Linked DNA regions of Gossypium hirsutum: region 2 is linked to region 1. Evidence: chromatin contacts called from public Hi-C data. All regions are on one chromosome and are shown on one strand. Each heading gives the region's core, a stretch centred on a gene start, on an enhancer-like site or on the middle of the called end of the contact. The rest is flanking DNA. Distances are from core to core; before and after follow the strand shown.

Region 1 (6,707 bases), core at 735-3,234:
AGATGAAAGAACGAGGGACTTATTTCTAAGCAAATGAAGAGCAATCTTAGTCAAAAAGGTTTCCATTTTAACCAAAATAAATGCATGCAGAAACCCCGATTGTTCTTTGCATTTGGAACATACATAAATCACTGTTTAGCTGTGAGAATAAACTAAAACTGAGAAAACAAGCCTACTGCAGTGAGTAAGCTTGTGGTATATCATAATCGATGAAACAAAGCTTGGGATATAGGCAAACAACTAAAACTCAACTGTATTACTGAAAATGATGATTCAAATCTGTTATGAGTTAAATTTTGTTTTCAAAAGAATTTGGAAAGAACTGAACCTGTTATGACTCGATAATTCTTGCAAAAACACCAATACATATTTTGCATGATCGAAAAGGTTGCTAAAAAACTTGAAGTAAAGGGAGTCTGAAGCATTGCATTAGTTTAACCAGATGAGAATACAATGAGGGAAAGAGAAGGAAGGGTTCAGCATAGTTCCAATCCCATAAAAACCCAATTTATTTCCTTGCAAGAAAACAAAATAGAAGGGAAGGACCAACCATATTGCCTTTAGTTTTTCTGATTTTCATTTTGATCTTCAATCCTTTGCTTTTGTTTTTCCTTTACTCTGAAAGGAAAAGAAAAACCTTTTCCCTCTTTCTTTATGTGTGTGCGCGTATATATATATGCATATATATTCCTTTCAACTCAAAATACCTAAACATAAAGCACACTCAACCAGAACTAGACAAAAAGGTTCGACAGAGCGTTTTAATTCTTCTGCTTATGCTAGAATATTGGTGCAAACAAAAATTAAAAAGAACATCCAACCGTTCAGCAACTATTAATCAACATAAGTTTCAGACTTACAGGAGGAGTATATCCGGGCAAAACTTGTGAGTGAGAAACCACAAAATCACCAGTTGACACAGGGCAAGATGTCTCATCACAAAGGTCATGAGTCTCACTGTGAATGTGCCATCCAAAATACGCAACCTCGATCACCAGTTTCCCCCCATCGATAGCTGCACCTGTACATCATTATAAAAAACAACGCCCACCTTCAATCACAAGCTTAAAGCACTACACACTTCGGTCGCATGTTACAACAAGCCTCATCAATCATCATATACCGACACAAAGCTACCATCTAATTAACAATTACATTATTTGAAAAACATAGATAAGTTACCTGTTGTTGCTGCGATACTGAAGGTAGCAGGCTGACCCCTGGCGATCGGGTTAGGCGAAATTTCAACACCTTGAACCTTTACATCATACTCACCTTGCTTATCTGCATTTGTATTATTATTATTATTTAGATTCAAAGACTAAAAATTTACATCCTAATATTGAGAGCTAATTTCATAAAATAAAAATAAAAACATCATTAATTTTCCTCGGTAAACAAATAATAGAATTTTCATCGATTAATAAAATAAAAACAATTTAATTAAAAAAAAAACAGCGAACCTAGGGCTTAGAGAAACTAACCACAATATTGAACGTCGGTGGCGACTGCCAAGGGAACAACTAGAATCAACGAGAGGAGCAAGAGGTGTGCGGTGAACCGGTTGTACTGGATCATCTCCATCTGGTTTCGATTTTACAGAAAATTAAAGTTCAGATATGTATATAAATCTCAGTTTGCAGAGATTTTGAGGATTGATTTGGTCTTAGGGCAGAGAGAAAAGTGCTGGAAATGAAGGGGGAATATATGGAGGGGAGAAGAAAGATTGAGTACAGCAGTTTGGAGAAATTGGGGGTGATCTAGGCCGTTGGTCTGTTTTGGTCAGCACGATTGACGGGGAGCGACTTGTTACTTAGACAAACCAGACTGGCAGTTGGTTGACGGTGACTGTTAGGTGAAAAGGTGTTTCTTATTATTTTTTTAATAAGAAGCGGTGTCTTTTTAGGTTTCTTCGACCAGGAGGCTTCCTTCTCTCTCTTTTTATTCTTTGGTATTTGAGTTTTATCTTTAAGGTGCATTTTGATACCCAATTTTGTTTTTCTTTCCTATTTAAGTACACCTGTATTTCATTTCCCTGCCAAAGTTGGTACTTGATACTATGCAAAACCACGTTGATATTTTTTGAATATTTGTCCATGTATTGTCATAATCCGAATTTTTTTTAAATCTAAAAAAAAATATTTCTAATATTCATAAATTTTATAAATAAAAATTAAAAATATTAAATAAGTGTTAAAAATATTTTTATAAAGTTTTATAAAGAATCAAAAAAGGAAAATTTTATAATTTTTTATACAAAGAACCACAAAAATATAATGTTTTATAAAAATAAAAATATTAAAAATCAAAGAAAATATAATTTTTATAAAATATTAAATCAAAATCAAAATAATAAAAATATTTATTGAGTCACATTAAAATTTATAATTTACAAAAAAATATATATTTTTAATTTTTAAATAATGATGTCATAATCATAATTGTCGAAATAAATTCGAATATCAATTTGTATATTAAAACTAAACTTAAATACCAATTGTATATTAACTCATATATTTAAATATTTTCTGATTGCATGGTAAATTTTAGTAATAAAAATAATAATTTATATTTTACCAATTTATTATATTTAAATTGTAAATATTTTTCGTCCAAAATAATAAAATAATTTCTCTTTAAGAAAAATATTGATCTAAAATTTTCAAGTTTTATACATGAGAATTCTATATTGATTTCTTTTTATGTCCTTTTCAATTTTAAAGGAACCATATCTCTTATCTGATCTCTTTAAAATAAAAGATAATCACTTTTATTTTAAAATTTATAGAACTAAAAAATTGTTTATATATAAATTAGGATAAATTATACAACAGGTCACCCCAGTATTGCTCCTTTTCTTTTTTGGTCACCTAAATATTAATCTTTTTTAATTTGATCACCAAACTAATCGAGATTATTTTTTTGGTCCATTTTCATTAAGTGTCATTAAATCTCTGACAAGAAGCTGAAGTGGCAGTTAAAAATCGGTATAATAATAAATTTAGCCCTTAAATTTTACGATTTAGTCATAATTTTAACAAATTAACCCTCAACATTTCTAAATGGTCTCAGTTTGATCTTCAAAATTTACCTTCCTCTTCCACTCCCCCTCACCACCATTATTACCTCCACCTCTAGATTTCCACATAATTTCATTGTTTCAGTCCCAAAGCAGTACCTTTTTACTAAACTAGAATTAGAGGTGTTTCACAAATTTAGAAAGAAAAAAGCCAACAATGCTACTAGTTCCGATGTAGAAAAATAAGATGTTATACCAGCTCAAGTCACTCTACTCTTCACTAAGTAACAATATCAGTAGATTCTTGAGCTTTTGCATAAAGTGCCTTCCATTGATATGGTTGTCAATTAGGTAAGTATGATTTCTAACTACAACAATGTTGAAAGCACATCTTTAGAATGAATTTTGGACACGGGAGCTACTGGTCACATGATATTTGACTTACAATGCTTAGATTATTCAATTTCTTATGATTCTAACCACAAGTTTATTCGGTTGTCGAATGGTGAGTCTATGCCTCTTTCTCATATTGGTACTTATAAATACTTTTCAACTAACCACCTCACTAATGTCTTTTATGTTAAAGTATGCCTGAAGACCAATCATGAGATGGTTGTAATTACAAACTCATTTTACATTGTTTATTAATATAAGGCAATGCTATTGTTATTTTAGTTTCTTTTCTGTGTATAAACTTATCAATAATAAAGTCCTAAGAATAATATGATTATTCTTAAAAGGTCCTTAGTCAAGTATTATTGTGGGCTTGGAAAATAATAATGCATTGAGACTAATGTGTAGTTGATTGATGACAAAGTGTTATCATTGACATAAGGATGTCAAAATCAATACATGAGTATGTGTTAAAGAACAACATACTGGACTAACCCACCATGAGTATGTTTCTTGGATTATTATGTAATAGTCACAAAATTACTCATAGTGATAAGATCTACCACAATCCATGTAGTGGGATATGATTGATCAAGATAGGATTTATCCTTCCTACATAATGGGAGTAATATCCTGGGCCACTTGATGAAGTAAGACTAGAAACGCATGGCCATGCTCAAATAAGTTAATATGAGATATCACACTTATTTGTTTATTGTAGCCTACTCAAAATATCAAGAAATATGAGATTAAACTATACAAGTGTGACTAAACCATGACTTGTGACTAAACCATGATATAAAGGATAAAAAGTTATACTACATGAAAAGTTCATCACATAAAGGTTCTGTCGAATCACGACTTATTGTAACTTAGGCAGCAATGATGCATTGCTAGATGCCATTCATTGCTTGTAACATTAGAAAGGTTCTAGTATTTCTACCAACGTTAAAAGAACTTATAGGGTGACACCCTATGATTAAAGTGAACAAACTTCACGCCAATAAAATGGGTGTATACCCTCTTACATACGATTATGGCGAATTATTATCCTTAGTGGAGAAATATCGCTTGGTAGAACAACTTGGCAAACAATATTGCCTGAAAAATAGTATCGCCAGGCGAATAAAATAACCTGGTGGATAGAATTACCTGGCCAATAGGATTTTCTGACAGATACAATTCGCAATACCTTTCCAGAGTTAATATTTATAGAAGTTAGTATTCTTTTGGAAAGAATATAATTTCAATATCTTTCATGATTTTCTCTGAAAAGTACAAAAGAATTATTTTGTATTTTATATACATGATATTATTAAAAAGAATACAATCTCGAATCATGTAGATGTGAGTAAGAAAATTGAACTAGGTCTAGCAACCAAAAGTTTAGATACTCTTTGAAAAGTTCAAAAGAGTTTTTTTGTTCGCGATTGATTGGGTGGACTACGTAGAGGCCGAGACACTTTGTTATGGCTAGGATTGACATCGTGTAAATGGTTTCAACCAACAACATTATTCATTATTTTCAGTTCTAAAAAGGTATATCTTTAGCCATATTTCAACCCGATTTGTTCCTCGTATATGGATCCGTGGTTGACGATCGCCAAAATAATTTTTCTGCTGCGCCACGGGGCATATAAGTGACCTAACATTTTATGTGCCTAATTTCACTTACACTTTGCTTTCTATTTCTAAACTTACCCGAGATATTAAATTTTATGTTTCTTTTTACCCTCATTTTTGCATTTTGCAAGATCATTACAATGGAAAGATGAAGGGGATTGGTAAGATGGTCTTTACATTTTCAACTATAGTTTGTTAATTATTCAAATCCTTCTACTCATGTTTCTTGTAATTTAGTTTTTACTTTTGTTGATACTACATCTTTGTGGCACGCTCATCTTGCTAATGTTTCATTGTCAAAACTGAGTTACATACCTTTCATTGATTGTAAACATTTGAATAAAACTCATATTATAAAATGTTCCATTTGTCCTTTAGCCAAGCAATGTTGTTTATGCTTTCTTATGAGTCATACTCAATCTAACACTACTTTTACACTTATCCATATTGACTTGTGGGGATCGTATCGAATTTCTACACATAAAGGGCATTGATTTTTTAACCATGGTAGATGATCATACAAGAATAACTTGGACATACTTACTTCGACTTAAAACTGATGCCATAGTGTGTTTGGAACAATTTCATGCTCTTCTTTAAAATCAATTTTTAGCTTATATGGAATTTATTCAAAGTGATAATGGATTTTAGTTTTTTCAGTAATAAATGTAATACTCTTTTTTGCTTCTCTTGGCATTAAGCATCAAAGTTCTTATGTCGATACTCCAGAGCAAAATAGAGTTACAGAAAGAAAGCATAAACATATTTTAGAGGTAGCAGGAGCATTGAAATTGCATTTTAAGGTTCCTCCCAAATTATAGGGTGAATTTTTTATGGTAGCTTGTTATATAGTCAATAGACTTCCCACTGAAGTCTTACATTAGAAAAATCCCTTTGAAATGTTATTGAGCAAACCTCTTAAAATATCACATTTAAAAGTGTTTGGCTACTTTTTTTATGCCACCAAACCCCACTATCATGATAAATTCTCACCCAAGGCTACTTTTGTTATTGCCAGGCCGTGTAACTTTCGAAATGCAACCTTAAAAACCTACAGGGGACACACGACCATGTCGCATGGCCGTGTGTTACATACGCCCGTATATTAGGCTATGTGGACTAGAAATAGGCAAAAAATAAGTCATTTCATTCACCCATTTCAATAATATACCTAAGTACATTTGCACGCATGATTAAGACTTTAAAACATGATCAAGGTCTGCATAAAAAGACCCATTCAAAGATCCAAAATACATCCAACCAATATGCCAATAAGGCACCTTAATCATCAAACATCAAACATATTTAAACATGTGCATACTTAATTATTCATCAACCATTCACAACTAACCTATTTCCATACCAAAACATACCACAATTGACACACATCAAACTTCATCATCACATACCAAATTGGTCATTCAAAACATACATCAACTTAGACATATCAACACCAACCATCAAGGCTTTAAAGTACCATAAGTACCACAAGTTCAAAGCAACATTTACATGCCACAACAACAATTAGACATTAAACAAAAGTTCTCCTATACATGCCATTATAACCTAGACCAAAACATCAAAATCTACCGGTATAATTGCAGGATAGTGTGAAAGATTATCGAAGAGCTTCTCAACTGAACGAGCTTTCGATTATCTATAAATCATAAGA
Region 2 (6,537 bases), core at 506-3,005, 140 kb after region 1:
CTCATGGGCCAAGCCAGGCCGGGCCGAGTTTGGTCTGGGTTCGGGCTAGGTGGCTGGGTTCAGGCCGGGCCCAAATAAAAATTTTAGCCCATTTCCTTGGGTCGAACCCTGCCCGGGCCCAAATAAAAATTTTAGCCCGCTTCCTAGGCCCGAGCCCGGCCCAGCCCAAAATATGGGCCTGAGATTTTGTCCAGGCCCAGCTCGGGGAAAAAATACGAAGCCCAAGCCCGGCCTAGCCAGGCCCCTTTTTTTTTCTTAAAACTAATTATGTTATCTATAAAAATTATGTTAGAATTGATGTAGTATTACACTCTAAGTTTTGATTCTTAATAAATAATGAACCTGTTGCCCACCATTTACTATTGTTTTTTTAACAACTTTATAGAAAATAAAAGCAAATCGTAAAGAGGAAGCAGCAAAAGAAAGAAAGAAATTAACCTAGAAGTAGTTCAAGACAAATTAGAGCTTTTAAGCAGAAGAAGAAGCAAGCAAATTCATCCAAAATTGCTTTAACTCAAATTGATTTAATAAAAGCCATAAAAGGGATGAAAACAATATTGCAAACAAGATTTGCAGAAATCAAGCATGGTCGCCAGCTCCAAAACTCAATATCAAATTCAAAAGGTGATCAAAAACGGTCATAAGGTGAACTAGTCCAAATCCTAGTACTTGCACATATCATGATGTCAAGAACTTTACTTGAATTATTTTGAAAAACTAACAGAAATAAACTTGCAAAAATTTCAAACTCAGTAAAAGGAATTCCAAAATCCCACAAAGATAGAAGCAATTAATACATCTGAAAGTAACCTACTAAACTCAACGGTAATGACGAAGGGAAAGGGTGTTGTTTCTCTTCCAGGTAGCCCTTCGAGACGGCCGATTCTTGTGGTGCAAGTGACCCTTTCCATGCAGACCCCTATTTTTCTTACCTGCAGATGTGAGTCCTCAAAGTTCCCTGTGCTTGTGAATGGTATTGCAGATCCAGTTAATTCTCAGGTCGTTGCGGATTCCATTGTGTGCAACATCAACAAGGATAACCTCAAAGTACTTGTAAGTAGAATCCTACAAAGATCAGATCATGCACAAAGCAATGAGGGCAATGGAATCATCCAGTAAATGGAGAAATCAGAACATTTAGAAACTATTACAAACCTCGTTGATCCAGTATGAGTTAACAACTCTGAGACCTCCTAATTTTCGACCAGCTCGCTCCTCTGCAACAGACCGCTTGTTGTGCTGGAACTTCAATTGGGTAACACCCTGGTTTGTGGGCTTACCATAGACAATATACCTTTGGGAACAGGCCTCTTTCGACCACTCCTTCTAACTCGAACATGATAAACTACATAACCCTATAAAAATACACATTTACTTTATTTGGGAAAATTTATGTCAAATTATGTATAGAGAGCCTTACTATTCCCTTATACCATTTAGCTCAAAGCATTCATATCTAACACCCATGTCCGACACTAGACAAGCGCTTAGGGATACCATACTCTAAACATCTTCCAAATATATGAATAAGATTAGACAAACTAAAATACCCAAACCTTTGGCCCAAAATCAAGTATTAAGGTATAGCAAATGGCATTTGCAAACAATTAATTTTTTAATTTAAAGAACATAAGTTGATTAAATTTTGAGAGAAAGCCCTAAGCAAATCAAGATCCAGAGCTATGTTTTTTTGAATGAAACGGAATTTGACATTACCTGTTTGCCTTGTAACCCAAGCGCCGAGCCTTATCAGGACGAGTAGGGTGGTTGACCCTAACAATGGCTGGATGCTGACGGTATTCCCAGCACCTCACCCTCTGTTAAAACCTCATCACATCCGATTGCTTCTTCCTCTATAGCTCCGACACGTACTTGTAAGCCCTTACATTCAATCATCCTACATAAATCACCAGAACAATTAAAATAATTAAGGCTTTTTTTTTACGTAAAGAAATCACTATACACTTTAATGGTCCTGTTTTTAAGCCATAAAAGTCCATATATTTTATGAATCTACAAAATACTTTCTTTAAAAATCTGAGGAAAAAAACCTATTAAAACGAGCTCAAACAAAGATAATAACCAAAGAAAAAATAAAAAATCTCACATGATATTTAACTTATTTGAAACACGTTAAGAATAAAATTGGTATCAACCCCTTAATAGAAATGTGACAAAAAATTAAGAGAAACATAGAAGAAAATGATTCATAGAAAAGGAAAGAAACAATATGTAACTATAAACAGTAAACAGAGAAATAAATTGAGCTGTAGGAGGGGAAACGGGAAATGGGTGGAGTCGTGGAGGACCGGAGGTGGATCGATGGAGGACTGGAGGTGGATTGGTGCCGGAGGTGAAGGTTGAGAAAAAAATGGATGAGGGCAGTCCGGCACTAGGGATTTGTGGAAGAGGGGAAACGGGGAAATGGCCTGGGGAAGAAAAAGAAATGTTTTAAAAAATAAAAATATATATATTATATCCGGGCCGAGCCCGGCCAAAAAAATTTTGCCCGAGGCCCGGCCCGTTTTTTAAGCAGACCTCGTTTTTTGCCCAAGCCCATATTTTGGGCCTATATTTTTACCCGAACCCTCGCATATTTCGGGCGGACGTCGGGCCGGGCCGGGCCCCCCGGCCCATGATCACCTCTAGCCATCGCCAAACGTCGATTAATCTTCTTTCTTCTTTTCTCGCACCACCGCACCAAGCCAACACCAAACGGTGTCGATTCATGAACACCATCGCTCGTTTCTTTTCTCTCCACCGTCGTTTACTTTTCATTTTCTCCATCATAACTACCACACCTTTGTACCCCACAAAATCGCTACCTTCTTATCACCAAACACCCTCGATTCTTCAAACATAAACTCTGAAAATAGACACCGACCTTCCAAAAACCAAACCCCCACTCCTTTCCTCCATAAACGCCCACCAACATGACCCACATCGCCACTATCCAAAAGCTGTGAGCCACCATCGGCCGTCATTGCCCGCTGTCATGAGTAGACTATAAGGGCATTGTCATTTGTTCCTCTAAACCAAATAGTAACCATGGTTCACACTAAGAACCAAGCGGCCAACGGATTCCTGGTTTCTCTTAATCACGATCGAAACTGATTTTTGGTGTCTCTAATCATCGATTTAGATAATGAAGACTCGGAACGATCTCCACCCCCTACAAGGCAAACTGCCACACCTATTAGGAATCGTCACTGATGAAGCCCAACTCTGATCAAGATCAAACGCTCTCACAATAGTCCTGCTACTTCCGAAAGGTTGATTCCTAACTTACAACATACTTTTCCTTTACTATCGTACTATACAGGTTGCTCAAACGTGGCCGGAACTTCTAATGACCATGGCGAATGTCCATCGAATAGAAACGAGCACATTACTGAGCGTCGAACACAATCATCCACCACTTGAACACATCAACCACCACTTGATGAACCAATAACACCTCCACATAGCAGTAGTGAAGCTACAGAATATTCGAGTACCCCACCTTGCTCGCCTGAAGAAAATGTTCGACCACCCCGAGACAGTCAACGTAATAGGCAAGGCCGTACCTACACTATACCGACAGAAGCACAACTTCAAGGGTCCCTAAACATTGCAACTAGAGAGCACCGTGCAAGATTCAACGACATTCGACAACGTCCACTCCAAGTCTATAAGAAAATTTCTCTTTACACCCTTGATATGCTTAATATACATGATGTTGTATTGAACTATTTCGATGTTATTGGGTGGAAATAATTTACAAATATTTCATGTGTGGCATATTATAACAAGTCTATGAGTTCTATGCAACGTTTAGCTTCAATATTAATGCATTTCGAACTGTTGAAACTCGAGATGTTGTCTGTTTTCGATTACTTGGTAATGATTTTAAGATTTCGATTTCAGATTTTAACATCGCCATGGGTTTCATTAACCCCGACAATGTTCAAACTAATTCATACTATATTTTATTATTGGATATATCAAGTAAATTCGATGCTAATGTTGCTTATTCTAGTTTAACTCAATCTAGGAACCATTTTTATAATCCCAAGACCTTTAAGGACTTGTTAGTGCATGAACCAGTTTTAAGATATATTCATCGGTGTTTAGCTTTCAGCTATTCAGGTCGAAATGATTCATCTATTTTAACCAAAACATAATTATTTTTCATGTAGTGTATGCATTCTGGATATAAGGTTAATTTAGGATATTGGTTTGCACGAAATTTTCATGATGTTTTACGCTCTAATCGACCACTCATACTTGGCCCATATATTACAAATTTAATCTCCCAAATTTTTCCCTTTGAAGTTGATTTTTCCTCCTTTACATGTGCATATAATATGGATCATCTAGATGAGTATTGTTTGGATTCTATGGGTTTGCTTGTCGACACCACTACTGTATATTGTTTTGTTCCTCTAGGTATACGAACTGCTCACAGTAATAGGGTCTTTCTCCAATGTCACAATTTCGTTACTAGGAAGCTAAATGAGCAACCTCCTTCATTTGTAGAGGAACATTTAAGCCACATCGAAGCTCGTCTTGAAACAATGGAAACCCAAGTCTTGCAAAGTAGTTACTTCCCACACCGACAACCAAGTTAGATATACATGGGGAGTATAGTTGGCCCTTCTCTCTACTGTACTTTAATTCTTATACAATATGCTTGAGGACAAGTATAGGTTAAGTAGGGGGTGTTGGATTAGTAAATATGCATGATTGTTTCTCTTTAGTTGCCTGATTGTTTGTTTCTCTTTAGCTGCCTGATTGTTTCTCTTTCACATGTGCTAATTCTTATGTTAGGATTATTTGTTAATTTGTTTGACATTGAGCCTCTAATTCCAATGCTTAATCAATTTAGATAGTTGGGTGGTTCTTGAATTAAAGTGTTAATTATCTAGTTTAATCGATGTGTGTGTTATAAAGTTGAAATATTGTAATTAGATTGTTTCATGAAAATTGATTGTTTATAAATTTTCTTGGTAAGTATATCATTCTTAGTTGTTTAATTTTAAATGTATTTTATAATGAAAAATAATAATTAAAAAATAATAATAATCAATTCTACTCCGTTGATGGCTTAAGTTATGAGTGAAGATTTTGAGAATGTGACCAAATTTAGTAACCTGGATGAGGTGTTTGGGTTGTCATCTCATTTCGCGTAAAAAAGTTCGAGTACGAACTGAAAACTTGCAAACACTCCGCTAGTCGAGCTACCATGAGTAGGGAAAAATAGTCTATTTAGAGACATGTCAAATTGAGTAACCGGGGTAAGGCGCTTGGGTTGTCATTTCACATCGCATAAAAAAGTTTGACTATGTCCCAAATTTACTACACAATTAATTGAGAATAAATACCTTGCAGATTTTGGTTCAATCTAAATTTAATGAAATGATTGAATTTACATGTTTAAATTTTATGGGCACTTGTTGATTAAATTGAGTATTTAAACACTGATTCATTTTTCACCTAAATTGTTTACATTGATCATGGTTGCGGAAGAGAGACTTGATTTCTAATAAATTATTGGATAATTTCTAATGTAGGAAAAAACAAAATGCTTGAGGATAATCATAGGCTAAGTAGGGGGATTTGATAGCATATTTATTTTTCATGTTTTACGATTTCAAATCAATTAATTCTTGAATTAATTCCTGCTAATTTGGTGATTTTATGTTTAAATTTTGTCAGCAATGCAATTCAGATGTTTTAAATTAAAAAAAAGCAGAAAAGGACTAAATTAGAGCACAAGCAATAAAAGGGGGGTCAAATCGAAAATTTTGAGACATTTAAGGGCCGATTAGATTTTTGAATTTGTAAAAGACATATTTAGAAAAAAAATCTTATATGAATTTGATTTCATGTAATTGGTTGTTAAGTGAGTTAGGCTAATTTTAGTATAAGATATGTATATAAATAAGGTGTGTGACGGCCTTTGAAAAACACACTTGAATACACTAGAAATTGAATGAAATTATTTTTATTCCTTTCTATTTCATGCGTCAGTAGCATACTACCATTTTATTTCCTTTTCCCTATTTCTTTACAAATTTGTTCAATTGCTTCATAAGTCCATTCCCTTTCCACCTTCTATCATTTCCACTAAATCCATTTACATACACCAATTAGCATGATTAATCACATGCTTCACTAAACTTCTACTTAGCTTTAGGTTGGTGTTCTTTCCGATCAAGAATCATGAGAAAATGAATCCGCATTAAAAATTTTCATAACGATATTCACCATCTCTCCTGAATATTGGATAGTACAAATTTGTCCCTTAAAATTATTTCAATTTCAACCCAAAGTGCACATTGGGTTGGAGTCGTTTTGGCGTACAGTTGGGAAGTTGAGTCGGTCATACTGTATTCTACTTTCCGTGAACAAATTGACGTACCTTGATGGGGTCATACTAGTGGGATTTTCATCAAGGGAGATAGTGATCAAATTTAAACAACGCACGCAGTTGAGGCCATTGATTCGAGTTGGATTCTTCAAAACATAAGGTTGCCAGGGTCTTGAATTGTTAAT

Evidence for each region. Hi-C and Micro-C count contacts between places; a contact is called where the count stands out from the background.
Region 2: a Hi-C map of fibers shows a contact between it and region 1, with 2.6 times the contacts expected there. The contact joins the enhancer-like site here to the promoter of LOC107899410 in region 1. A contact is called at or near these places in 7 of 34 Hi-C or Micro-C datasets (callus, fibers, leaf and 1 more).

What each region holds. Positions count from the first base shown.
Region 1 is chrD04:31,987,815-31,994,521 of Gossypium_hirsutum_v2.1, forward strand. It overlaps LOC107899410 (putative phosphatidylglycerol/phosphatidylinositol transfer protein DDB_G0282179), which reads right to left and starts at 1,985. Exons shown (of 4, transcript XM_016825115.2): 1 at 1,485-1,985; 2 at 1,183-1,284; 3 at 861-1,021. The coding sequence starts at 1,584.
Region 2 is chrD04:32,126,371-32,132,907 of Gossypium_hirsutum_v2.1, forward strand. It overlaps the pseudogene LOC107898208. Among protein-coding and RNA genes, the nearest start is that of LOC107898430, 32 kb to the left of the region's middle. Within about 2 kb of position 1,756, at least 6 of the 9 cell types and tissues checked have an H3K27ac peak or open chromatin away from gene starts, as enhancers often do. A contact at or near this core is called in fibers, where this site is marked.